Linked DNA regions of Mus musculus: region 2 is linked to region 1. A link is a contact called in public HiChIP or PLAC-seq data. All regions are on one chromosome and are shown on one strand. Each heading gives the region's core, a stretch centred on a gene start, on an enhancer-like site or on the middle of the called end of the contact. The rest is flanking DNA. Distances are from core to core; before and after follow the strand shown. Region 1 overlaps Ipo11 (importin 11). Region 2 holds the start of Dimt1 (DIM1 dimethyladenosine transferase 1-like (S. cerevisiae)).

Region 1 (3,563 bases), core at 391-2,890:
TCTGAAGCTACCACTCTCCTCTCAACTTCTGAAATTAACCTTTTCTTATTTCATATAAATAAGATCATGTAGTGCTTGTCTTTTGGGGAAAAACAACTTTTAAAAACAGTATTGTTACCCTGTATTTTAAATGTATAATTTATATAAGTTTATGAGTTATAAAAAGAGATTATACATTCAAGCAATGTAGAGTAAGTAAATCAAGCTAGTTAATATACCCAGCACCTCAAATGCTTAATGGTTTATGAGCTATCTCAAAGTAAAGAGGGCCCTACAGTTGGACAAGACAATTTACCTATGTATCTCCCAAAGAGAAAAGCTTACTGCTTTCCTCAAAGTCTCTGTCCCTCATAAATAGGAACTGCTAAGCTTAATGTACGAATAAGCCAGATCCAATCTCAAAGAAGCAAACTGATCCAGAACCAGAAAGCAAACTCAACTAGGAAGTCACTGAAAACTTAACAGCAGCTGGCAATCAATGGGAATGGAACCTAAATAGCCTGTTGTCTTAGTAGGGGCTTCTATTGCTATACTAACACACCATGACCGAAAGGAAGTCAGTATGGGAAATGAAAGCAGGAGCCTGCTGGACAGGAGCACGGAGGAGTGCTGCCCACTCAGTCTGCTTACTCACCACAAGCACAAGTGTGGCGGTGCTCAGGGAGCTGGGCCCACCCACAGCAATCAACAATCCAGAAAATTTACCACAGGCTTGCCCACAGGTCAGTCCGCTGGGCATATTCTCCCAGTTGAGGTTCCCTCTTTCTAAATCACTCTAGCTGTGTCAAGTAGACATAAAACCAACCAACACACCTTGTCTTGTTTCTATAGGAGTTAAAAAGTTAAGCCGAGACTAGAGTGAGAATTGTACAAAAACAAAACCTAAGGGGCTGGTGAGATGGCTCAACAGATAAGAGCACCCGACTGTTCTTCTGAAGGTCCTGAGTTCAATTCCCAGCAACCACATGGTGGCTCACAACCATCCCTAACAAGATCTGGCGTCCTCTTCTGGAGTGTCTGAAGACAGCTACAGTGTACTTACATATAATAAATAAATAAATCTTTAAAAAAAACAAAAAAAAAAAAAAAAAACAAAACCTAAGTAGTATAAGCATTATGTAGTTTAGCAATCTGTAACTGCCAGAAAGAAACCTAACTGTCTACTGTGAGTAAATCTCCTGAAAACAAACAAAGCTCAAATAACCTTGAGACGCAAGGGGTGGTGCCACCAGACAGAACTGGCAGGTTGAACAGGCCCAAAACCTGGGGAGTCTCAGGACTGAGAAGGCCAGGCGTGTGTGGGGCCAGATCCTTTCCCAACTCCCTGATCTGGAACACATAACCACGACAGTGACGATCGGTCACAGTAGCACAAAAACCTGGAGTTCTCCACGCTACTGAGGAATGCAGACAGGCCCTGAGTGTTTAGTCAGTGAACCTCCCTTCCTGGGCAGTCCTTTCTGAAAAAAGGGATTTAATCTCTAGGTCACCCCAAGTAAGGTGTATGCATTCACACCCGACATCAAATAAAGCAGCTTGGACAAGCAGGAAGTGTCTCCTTCATCAAGGATCACAGGGGAGGAAGGCCTTCCTTGGGAAGAGCTGCACCCACATCTCCTAGAGAAGGCATTTTCACTCAGAACCAAACTGCATTCCACCTGTCCCAGGCTTAGCCATCCCTTTCCTGCCTGGCACAAAGACACCCTGAGGAGAAGTGCGGATCCTCAGACTGTTCCCACCTCCCTGCGGTCCCCAGCAGAATCTGGGGACACAGGAGGCCTGGAACCACAGCTCAGACTCCTCTGTTTTTCACCAGGGAATCATGAACTGGGACCTCTATTGTGAACTGTTTTGCCTCCTCTTAGTGCTTCAGGCACCCCAGCAGCGAGGCAGACCTGAAGCCGGACAGACCTTTAAAGATACCACACTAAATGGACAGCTTATTGTTCCCCTTGGCAGAGAGAACAAGAAAGGATAACAGTCCCCAAGAGACGCTGAGGTTCAGTTTTCCTTACAGCTCCACCTACCCAAGTCTTGACCCAACTGGTGGGTAATCTAGTCTCTGTACTGCCCTCTGCCTTCTAAGCATTTCAGCTGCTTCTATGACTAGGTTCTTCTCCAGGACGTACTCCCATACTCCTCCATGCCAGGGAGTAGTCGCAGCTGGCTTGTCTGAGGGACCTCTCCCCTCCTCCTGTCCTTGAAGCTCGTTTCTCTCTGAAGCCTTTTTTTTTTTTTTTAATTTAAAAGTACTCCACAACCACTATATATGAAGCAATGATTTTCCTGTCATTAAGACGTAAAGTTTAAGGATACTCTTGATTAGTTCTCTGTTCCCAGTTCAATTAGTTGCTCAAGGCAATCAACAAACAATAATGAAGCACACCAGGCACTAGGGTGAAGAATGAATTAAGTCAGTCTGTCCAATGCATCCTGAAACTGACCTTCGAATCGAAGTTATTTAGCAAACGACTATTGTGTATAAAGTACAATGATCAAATATCTAAATTTGCTTTGTCATGTTCTTTTCCATCTCTGTCCTTTCTATCTTACTGCTCTATACGGCTAACAAATCATCTGAGCTTCTCTAACCACTTCGTACAGCAAGCACTCTCTAGAGAAATCCCCCCAAGTGCTACTGCACCTGTCACGTGGCTCTGGAGCTATTATGTTTACAACAAAAGAAGTATCATATTCAAAGCTGACTTCCAATGCCATCCTTGCAGGAAAGAACACAGTCCATCTTTCTCAGATTCACATTCAGTGTATGACCAGGATTAGGGCACTTAGGCTATTTTAACTGAATAGTAAATGACAAAACTATCACAAACTACAACTTACCTTCAAGAGTTTGCATCATTTCTAGAAGTACAGGAGTAAGAGTTTGATTATATTCGTGGAATATATCTATAAATAATACTTCAGTGCAAGGCTAGAAGGGGAGAAAAAGAACAAACTCCTAGTAAAAAGAAGAATGTCACATTACATTGGCTATTACAATGAAGCAAAGAAACATTCAGTCTTCAAATTCTAAATCAAATATTACCAACTGTTAGTTTCCTACAAAACAGAGCTACTGTGGCTAGGGCTGTGGCTGTGGCTGTGGCTGTGGCTGTGGCTGGGGCTGGGGCTGGGGCTGGGGCTGGGACTGGGGCTGGGACTGGGGCTGGGGCTGGGGCTCAGTGCAGGACACACGTGAAGCCTGGCTTCTAGCCCTAGCAAAGTTTTTTTTTTTTAATTACAAAGGAATGAAGGATGTTAATTCACAACAAAACCTGCTTTTCATTTTTGTGATCATTTAGTATTAGATACTCAAAGTATCTTTAATTTGCTGTACTTTAAAGTAGCCATACTCATTTAAATGTAAGTAAAATGACTGAGTATCTAAGGACAGAGGTGATATATTTAATAATGTGTTTTCACAGACATGACTATCCACTGCAGTTCATAAATTCAATTCACCATGAAAAATAACATTTCTTTTAAGAAACATAAACAGCAACAAGACCTATTTAGCTACATAAAGAATATGTTATTTGGTTTTAAAAATATTTATTTATCTT
Region 2 (3,611 bases), core at 610-3,109, 62 kb after region 1:
TTGTTCAAAAAGTAGTCAGATTCTTGTTTGTCCTGTTCATCACTGTCGTAATGCTGACAGTCCAGGAATGTCCATGCAGAAAAATTCTCAAATTACCAAAGCTGCCATTTTCGTGTACCTAGCCTAGGTTGTAATTGTTGTGGTCCTGATAGGTGTGCAGTGACCTTGCATCTGAAAAATGAACTGAAGGCCTTTCAGCATGGTCTCAACATCAGCTTTGGGGCCGAGTGTGAAGTCTAGCATGCGCAGTGCTGCTGCCATAGGGAAGAGAAGGCTGGCGCCATGTCCCTGGGAGGTAGACCAGGAGTCTGGGGTATTGCTAGGTGTGTGAGACTGCACACCTCCCCCTTTTAAAAATAAGCTATTTGTAAAAGCAGTGGTGATGTCATGTTCAGATTCCACGAAGGAACTTTGAATTGCTGAGTGCCAGTAACTGCGAGGGGAAGCTTAAGTTCCAGAAAGAAAAACAACGCCATAATTTTTTTTTTTTTTTTTTTTTTTTTTTTTTTTTTTGCTAATCGCGTATTTTGGCTTTTGTAACTGTAGTTAGCTTGCAACTGCGGGATGGGAACCTTGAGGGCTTTCCAGGCTCAGAGATGAATGAACTTGGGTCCGGAATACCCAGCTGTAGTCACCTGCGGCTGGAAGAAAGGCTTTCCATTGGCTCATAGGCAGTGTTCAAGTGCTCCTTGGTGGGAACCCCATAATAGTCGACTATAAATAAAAGATTATATTAGGATATTTTAGAACTTTCCCTGTGCTCGAATTACAGCAAAGAAAGGAAGGACTAAAACCTAGGCTACGAGAAAAAAAAAAAAAAAAAAAAAAGCCGGGCGGTGGTGGCGCACGCCTTTAATCCCAGCACTTGGGAGGCAGAGGCAGGCAGATTTCTGAGTTCGAGGCCAGCCTGGTCTACAAAGTGAGTTCCAAGGACAGCCAGGGCTATACAGAGAAACCCGGTCTTGAAAAACAAAACAAACCAAAAACCAAAACAAACAAACAAAAACCTAGGCTACGGAACAGGTTCTTAGCAGTAGCCTTTGGTGGTTGATTGCAAAGACTTTCTTCAGCGCACAAACAGAAAAATTAAAACCGAAACATTACACTGGCAAGAAAAACAGCCATGAATCTTTTATTCTGTATGTTACAGCCCGGCGTATAATCCCATTACAATATCCAACACATACCTGTAATCAATCCCATTTACAGGGTTTTGAAATTGTTATAGCCTTTATCTTTCAATAAATAAACATTGAGAGCAGCATATTTTAACTATGACATTCCAGTGCTGGAACTCAGCAAAACGACGAGAAAATGAACAAAAAGCATAGAGAAGTAACCAGTAAGTGCCGTGTTGGAACGAGAGCTAATTCTAATCTAACTGCTTTCCACAACGGAGAGACATGTTACCCTAAACCACCAAGCTCCGTGTCCATCGAGCCTAGGCTTCTCAGCCCACAACCTGCAGGGAAACAGGAGAGACACGAGAGATCTTTCCGCAGATATCAGAATGTCCCAGGGCAGTGCCAAATGAAGCACCCAATTTGCCGAGACCCAACCAATCCTAACTGCCTGCCTGAGCGGCGCGGTTTCCTCTGGGAAATCGGGCTCTTGGGGAAGTTGTTGCTCCAGCTAAAACTCTAAAATCCGGTGGCTAACCCGCTGGAGCCAGCCTTGCCTCCGGAGGAGCTCACCAGACAGAAACTACAATCTCAGCAGCCACTGGGCTCGAGTCCGCCTTGCCGCGGGAGGAGCCCATAAGAGACTACAATTCCCAGCAGCCACTGGGCTCCGGCCTGCCGCTGACTGGGTGGGTCGGTGATCGCAGTGGGCGGGGAAGTGGGCCTCTCGGGCGCCTAGTCGTGACGGCGACTGAGGGCGACTTCCACGCGGTTCCCGGCTGCTTTCGCTTGGCACAGGGACTCCTCCGAGAAGATGCCGAAGGCCAAGTCCGCAGCGAGTAGCCGCCGGCGGGATCGTCAGGAGCAGCGCCGGGAGCTGAAGCGAGCTGGAGGTGCGGTGTGGAGGATGCTTGGGACTGACCCGCGGCGGGGGAGCCCTACGGTGGCCTGCGCCTCTAGCCGCCCCGAGGAGGGTGGGCGCTCAGCGCTGACCCTTCCCCGCGCGCGCCTGGTCTTCCTTGCCAGCAGGAGGGATGGATGGACTCAAAGATACATCCCAACCCCGGCCGGGAGCGCGGCGCTTGTGGATGCATTGGAGCAGAAACCGTCCCGGGTCCATCCTGCTTCTCTGGGACGGCCTGAGATCGGTTCTTGAAAAGTTGGGAAATTAAGGCTGCTTCGTGTTTTATTTCAGGACTCATGTTCAACACAGGGATCGGACAACACATTTTGAAAAATCCTCTAATTGTTAACAGCATCATCGATAAGGTGGGTGTTAACGATGAAAGGCAGAGCGTTTGTGGATTGTATTTTTCTGACTACTTAATGCCTGTATGCCTAAGTTGCATGCCCATAATTATCCCAGCATTTGGGGAAGCTGAGGCAGGGTGATATGCTCGACCGCAGCCTACATACTAAGAAAATATAAACCAAGATAGGGTGCCTGACAGAATAGTTGCTCTGTATGTATATGTTGGATGGGTTGAGAATTGCCCAGTGATTTCCAGATTATTTCCACTTTTTGGAGGCTCCATCTTGTTTTTGGAACTGGGTCTCATGTAATTCAGGGTGGCCTCAAACATGGTGTGTGTCAAAGCCAGCCTTGAACTCCACTTTGCAAGCGTGTATCATTTTGATCACTTTCTAAGTACATCATCGTTACTCTTTTTATTCCAGACCGTAAATTTACGTCCAAATCACACTGAGTTTGTTCCTCAGGAAAAGATATGGTACTGCATATGAACTGTTTGGAGGATTCCTTCTGTATGGGTTACTGTGCTGTGCTTATGGAGGATTGAGGGCCTGGAGGTAAAATACAGACGGTACAGGGAGCATCCTGGAGCCATAGAGTATAGTTCTCCAGTCTCACCGAATATTCTACTCATAAGCATATGCACACTGGTAACGTTTTGTATGGTTACTATATTCTTAAAACTGTACAGTGGTTAAGAATTGAGAAATCTTTTCCATTTGAATGCACTCTTTCCCATTTGAACTCTTTGGAAGTTACAATTAGTTACAGTTTGCTGGAATTATTGCCAATGTAGAAAGCAGGAACCCACCAGTAGAACCGATTGCTCTTGCTTTTGTTCTGGCTCCAGAAGCTGAGTATATCCCCTAAGTTAGGAAATACAGGTTTTCACTTATACCTAATGCCTTTGAGGTACTACTGCTGTTAACCACATAAACCCTGAAAAAAATGAAGCCAGAGTAAAATGTCTTTAACTGTACATTGATAAACAGAAACAGTCACTTACAGACTTTGTGTTCAAGTGGGCCAGAGCATAAAGGAGTTGTGTTTATTTATAGGCTGCTTTAAGACCTACCGATGTGGTGCTGGAAGTTGGGCCTGGGACTGGCAATATGACTGTCAAGCTGTTAGAAAAGGCCAAAAAGGTAAAAGTGGGGTTTCGTGTGTTACTCTCAAATTAGCTCAGCTGGTTTACAAATGTGAATGTTTTAATAAATTGGCATTGTTCCAATAGTAGT

Evidence for each region. HiChIP or PLAC-seq counts read pairs in DNA pulled down with a chosen protein or histone mark.
Region 2: a contact with region 1 is called in an H3K27ac HiChIP or PLAC-seq map of embryonic stem cells, with 7 read pairs. The contact joins the promoter of Dimt1 here to the enhancer-like site in region 1. A contact is called at or near these places in 1 of 484 Hi-C or Micro-C datasets (the N1E-115 cell line), 4 of 115 datasets of contacts at active chromatin or transcription factors (the SCID.adh cell line and embryonic stem cells) and 3 of 9 other capture datasets (adipose tissue, liver and pancreatic islet).

What each region holds. Positions count from the first base shown.
Region 1 is chr13:106,883,826-106,887,388 of GRCm38.p6, forward strand. It overlaps Ipo11 (importin 11), which reads right to left. Exons shown (of 30, transcript NM_029665.4): 13 at 2,842-2,932. Among named protein-coding and RNA genes, the nearest start is that of Lrrc70, 49 kb to the left of the region's middle. Within about 2 kb of position 1,641, at least 14 of the 459 cell types and tissues checked have an H3K27ac peak or open chromatin away from gene starts, as enhancers often do. A contact at or near this core is called in embryonic stem cells, where this site is marked.
Region 2 is chr13:106,945,270-106,948,880 of GRCm38.p6, forward strand. It overlaps Dimt1 (DIM1 dimethyladenosine transferase 1-like (S. cerevisiae)), which reads left to right and starts at 1,860. Exons shown (of 12, transcript NM_025447.4): 1 at 1,860-2,014; 2 at 2,317-2,390; 3 at 3,432-3,518. The coding sequence starts at 1,936.